Regions from separate parts of the Rattus norvegicus genome. Here region 1 is linked to region 2. The links are chromatin contacts, called in public Hi-C maps. All regions are on one chromosome and are shown on one strand. The core of a region is the stretch at or near the end of the contact, and the rest is flanking DNA. Distances in the headings are between cores, read along the strand shown. Region 1 holds the start of Gfra1 (GDNF family receptor alpha 1). Region 2 overlaps Atrnl1 (attractin like 1).

Region 1 (2,700 bases), core at 24-2,523, 490 kb before region 2:
TGAGCCTGCGTGCGGGTTGGCCTTGGGTCCCACCGCCAGTCAGCCTGTAAGTCTGCTGTGGTGGACAGTAGAACTGGGCTTCACAGAGGAGCCGGCCCTGCGCCTCCGGGCGGCCGGAGCAGAAGCATCCTGAGGGGCCTTTAGCCAAAACCAATCTGGGCACGCTACCCTCCCACCGCTTCCAATAACCGCTGACATCCCTACCGGGCATCGAGCCGGGGCGGGGAGGTCTGCTCAGAAATCGTCCTGGCCAACTCTATTCTCCGAGCTGTAGCAGATTATGGCATTTTTTTTTTTTTTTTACCTAGCACAGAGAAAGTGAGGCCGGAAAGAGAAAGAGGAGGCGGGGACACCCCCAAAGAATAAATAAATAAACAATCACTGGCTACTCGCTGCGGCTGGACACGGGTCAACTGGGTCCAGGTTGGTGGCATTTAGAGTTTTCTCATTCCACTTGAGAACCCATCGCCACCTCCCCTCCAGCCATCCCTTTCCATTTTGCCGGCGTCCTCCAACTTTGGGGCTAGGGGGGCGCTAGTGGTGCGGGGCTGCACCTGCTGGGGCGTGCAGATGCTGTGGGCTAGCTCGCTCTCCCGGGGCAGTGGTGTGGATGCACCGGAGTTCGGGCGCTGGGCAAGTGCGTGTGAAGCACGGAAAAGGAGCCCAGGATGAGCGGCGGGTAGGAATAGGGGCGCAGAAGCCAGGTTTCAGTTCCAAGCGGGAGGTCAGTTTCCTCTAGCAGGACTGCCTGGGAAAAGAGGCTAGTCCGGGGGAGGGGATATCGGTAACTAGGGTGGCGATCGGCGGCCGGGGGCAGATGAGCTAGAACGGTAGTGATCGAGCCAGCAAGTGAGTGGTCGGGCGGGAGCCAGGAAGGGCGGCCAACTTCCCGGAGCCGGAGCAGGGTCTTGGTCCAGCGGGGTTGGCTAAGGAGCCTTCGCCGCCAAGGCTCCGACTCCGGGCAGCGCCAGCTAGCTTCCGGCGCTTGCTCGGAAAGTAATGGTTATTTATTTGCTAGCGTTCAGATTCTTGGGCTGTGCGCGATAGCCTCCAGCTTTGAACGTTGGGAGCCCTAGCGAACCTCTCCAGCTCCAGACCCCGGGTTCCTGAGCTTCCTCATGCTCGTAATAGATGAACTTGCACCTCCCTCTCTCGGACCCGAGTGGGGGTAGCGTTGAGAAGTCCCCCAAGGCGGGAGCGGGGGAGGGGAGAGGGGCGGGAGCGGGAGGCTTCAGCACTCTGGGCTCTCATTTCAAAGCGCGCTCTCCCTTCCAGGTTGGGTCGGAACTGAACCCCTGAAAGCGGGTCCGCCTCCCGCCCTCGCGCCCGCCCGGATCTGAGTCGCTGGCGGCGGTGGGCGGCAGAGCGACGGGGAGTCTGCTCTCACCCTGGATGGAGCTGAACTTTGAGTGGCCAGAGGAGCGCAGTCGCCCGGGGATCGCTGCACGCTGAGCTCTCTCCCCGAGACCGGGCGGCGGCTTTGGATTTTGGGGGGGCGGGGACCAGCTGCGCGGCGGCACCATGTTCCTAGCCACTCTGTACTTCGCGCTGCCACTCCTGGGTAAGTCGAGGCCGCAGTTGGCTTTCTCACCCAGAGTCTTTCAAAGGGGGTTCCTTGCAGCGGCCACTCCAGAATTGCGGGTGGATGCCGAGAGTGTGGGTGGAAGAAGTTTCGCTAGGGGGTGAAGAGGTTCAAGAATCCCTGGGATTTGGAAGCGGTGATGGCGCATCTTTGCGCGGTTGATTTTATTTTACCGTGTTTAAAGGGGGGAGACCCCAAAACAAAAGCTAATAACCCAGTCTGCTGGGGAATTGAGGGGTCCTAGGCTTCCATCCCGGGGGCGTTGGTCTTCTTTGGAAGTGGCAAGGATCTCACTGAGACGCTCCGGCAGGTGGAGTGTGGTCGAATACCGCCGGGGTCGGAAGAGAGCAAACTTGGAATGGAAAAAACTTTTCTGGGAATAAGGTCTCTGCGCACCCGCCGGGCAGACTGTGGAACTCATTCGTCGTTCGCCCAGCGCGCTACGGGTGCCAAGCGCCCAGCCGCGCTGTTTAGCTGAGTGCCCTTGTGCCCGCTGCTGGCCAGGAGACACTGCAGCCTCGGGTGCCTGGGGAGGCGGGGCAGTCCGCGGTTCAGAACTGCTTCTGTTTTGGGGCGCTGGGGCTGCGCGGGATCCCTAGAAAATCCGGCTAAGGCAGCCAGTGGAAGCTGTTACTACCTTCCTTTTGAGCCAGGGAGGGGCATGATGGCAGGGGATCCAGTGGTGAGAAAATGGTCACCCCGAAGAGGGGTGAACCAGCTTCCTACCTAATCCGCCCCTCAGAATGACGGTGGCTCTATCATGCCCTAGGCGCCAGCCCTGCCCTTCCTGGACCTGAAATCAGGGTACCCATTTGTCTGCTGGACTCAAGCGTTCTTCTGTTAACACTGTAGATTTGCTGATGTCCGCCGAGGTGAGTGGTGGAGACCGTCTGGACTGTGTGAAAGCCAGCGATCAGTGCCTGAAGGAACAGAGCTGCAGCACCAAGTACCGCACACTAAGGCAGTGCGTGGCGGGCAAGGAAACCAACTTCAGCCTGACATCCGGCCTTGAGGCCAAGGATGAGTGCCGTAGCGCCATGGAGGCCTTGAAGCAGAAGTCTCTGTACAACTGCCGCTGCAAGCGGGGCATGAAGAAAGAGAAGAATTGTCTGCGTATC
Region 2 (2,700 bases), core at 196-2,695:
GTACATTTAAGTCACCCCCGACTGAACCCCTACAGTCTAAGAGGTGGAGGTGGCCAACAACAAAGCTCACACCACAGCAACTGAGATAATAAAGTCTGAGGGAGACGTCCACATCTGCATGGGCAAAGTCTGAGGGAGACGTCCACATCTGCACGGGCGAAGTGGAGAGGGAAAGACAGCAGAGGGCCATGTCCCTCCACCGTAGGCACGGGCATGACATCACAGGACCAAGTCCATCCACCCTAGGCACAGGCATAACACCTACCCACCAGGAAGTCACTTGTGATAAGCACAAAGCTGAACTCATTCCCACTTCTGCCTCTACCTTCCTGAGTTCTATTCCTATCAGAGTAAACCAGAAGCCTGCAGGCACTAAGCTGGATCCTGAATGACTCCTTTCATTGCTATAGAGGCAGTGCACAGTGGGAGGATGGCTCTGGGTGCAGGGAAAGACAGGAGTTGTCTGTAGAGAATCAAAAGGTGGTAGTGAAGCTGGCTAAAGCTGTTCTACATCTACTGTTCTTGGCTTTCTTGTCATTACCACGTGTTGGGGACCCTAAACAATTCCAGTTTCCTCCAGTTCCACCCTTGCTACAGCCTACTTTTTTCTTCCCATGGGTATATTAAGTTAAATACAAGGAGATGGCCCGCTGGAATATCAATGCCCTGGTTTAGGCCTCCACTGCCTGCCCTCATTTTGCCTCTGGATTTTCCTTGTTCCAATTCCCCTCCTACTCAAGGCACCACGTGAAACACAGTAACACAGTAACAAATTCGCTAGGAACACTTCATTCTTCCTCATGAGCCTTTAACAGCTTTGTTTTGCCAAGAGAATAGAGATGAAGACACTGAGCTTAGGGCCTAGACCTTCTGGTCCAAGGAGTCCTGGCCACAGTCTTTTCCCTCCTGGCTTTGGTACGGTGGACACACCCACATGGGCCACTCATGCCTAAAGTCCATGCTTTGGCTTTTCTTCTTTTCCTCCTCTATCTAGGCTGCTGTCTACATTCTGTTTATAAACTCCTGCTTATAGAAAGACTCAGTGATGCCTCCTGTCTACACTTAGGCTGTCTTATTGTCAGCCCATGTCACCTGGCACCTTACTCAGGGTTTCTCTACGCAACAGGCATACTGTACTTTGTGAGCAACCCGTAATTTCCCCATAATTCTTCTGGTAGACTGTGAGTCTCAGCTAGGCACACACTTGACATCCAATACAGAGATTGTGATCAAAGCCTTCTGAAGTTGGAGCTGGTCACATTCAGCACACTTCCTAGTGTCTCTAAGGAATGAGACCCTGAGTGATACTTGGAAATGAGAACGGTTATAGCACCCAGCTATAATTCTTAGCTCATTACTGCTAAATATCTTTCTCAATCTCTGTTTGTGATCATGATTCACAGAGAAGACACTGTCCCAACCAGCTCTCTTTGTGTTCTGCCTTCCCTCCACATCACATGTTCTTAGTAACTTTTGTTCATGTTCTGAAGACCCTAAAGGTCACGGAATCCCACAAAGCATTCCAAAAACATGAGTTTACCATTTCTGAACTTTTGGTTCCCATTATCTGCATTATTCTTTTGATTCTTAATCATTTCTTCTTTGTTGCATGTTTTATTTTTTTTTTAAAAAAACCATTCATTGTTCTTTTTCCCCCAAGAGCTGGAAATTTCTTTCTAACCACACTATAAACCTTTTGTGGGTGAGAGAGCCATGTGACTCCATTTTCTTTCCCGCAGCATCTAGCAAAGGGCTATTTTCGTTGAATGAACCATTCTGTTGAAAACGGCGTGTTCAGCAGGATTTTTATGCTGAATATTTCCTTTCTTGCAGTGGACTAGAGTTAAGATTTAAATTTGTTAGAGATACTCCTGTGATGTATCAAATATCATGGGGTTTATGGCAATTGGTGGCACAGTTGTTGAATTTGAAGATAAACCACACGAAATGGCTCTATCACTTGACAAAAACTTTTCATTTCTTGCTAAGACAATTACATTTTTATAATTTCTGAAACTAAAATTAATAGTTTTAATTTGGAAGAATTTTAAATGAAATTTTTATTTCATTTGGTTGCTGTTATTGACTTTAACTTAAAAAAGATGACTTGTACATCTGTTTACTAGCTGCCAGACACCTCACACATGTCATTTAATTTTTACATCTATACTACTTAATTCTTTTTTAAAAATTACTTTGTTATTTTATTTTGCGATGATGTGTGTGGACATGAATGTATGTGTGTGCACCACATGCATGTGGGTGACTCCGAGGCCAGAAGAGGGTGTCAGATTCCCTGGAACTGGAATCACAGGTACTTGTGATCCTCCTGACGTCAGAGGTAGGAATGGACACAGGGTCCTCCGCAAGGGCTGCACGTGTCCTCAACTTCTGAGCCACCTCTCCAGCCTTGATACTAGCTAATTCTTAGATCGGCACAACATGGTGTTGTTATAGTCCTTTTGTGGACGCCAACATTGGTGGGTTTAGTAATTTAAATGAAATTGGCCACGGTGACACAGAGAGTGTGTGCACAAGAACTTCAGATGCTGTTAGAGAGTAAATAACATGAGTGTCCTGAGGAAGACTGTCTTTCTAACCAGAAAAAGGTTTAGTCCATTCTTCTACTAATATTTTTTCTAACATTTCATTATGAAAATTTCAAAGGTGCAGTAAAGTTAAAATTGGGTTCATCCACTA

Evidence for each region. Hi-C and Micro-C count contacts between places; a contact is called where the count stands out from the background.
Region 1: a contact with region 2 is called in a Hi-C map of Schwann cells, with 2.5 times the contacts expected there. The contact joins the promoter of Gfra1 here to the enhancer-like site in region 2. A contact is called at or near these places in 2 of 12 Hi-C or Micro-C datasets (Schwann cells and hepatocytes).

The regions. Positions count from the first base shown.
Region 1 is chr1:267,554,384-267,557,083 of GRCr8, reverse strand. Gfra1 (GDNF family receptor alpha 1) reads left to right here and starts at 1,273. Exons shown (of 10, transcript NM_012959.2): 1 at 1,273-1,561; 2 at 2,435-2,700. The coding sequence starts at 1,522.
Region 2 is chr1:267,064,851-267,067,550 of GRCr8, reverse strand. The region is part of intron 26 of Atrnl1 (attractin like 1); the gene reads right to left. Among named protein-coding and RNA genes, the nearest start is that of Atrnl1, 390 kb to the right of the region's middle. Within about 2 kb of position 1,445, at least 2 of the 93 cell types and tissues checked have an H3K27ac peak or open chromatin away from gene starts, as enhancers often do. A contact at or near this core is called in Schwann cells, where this site is marked.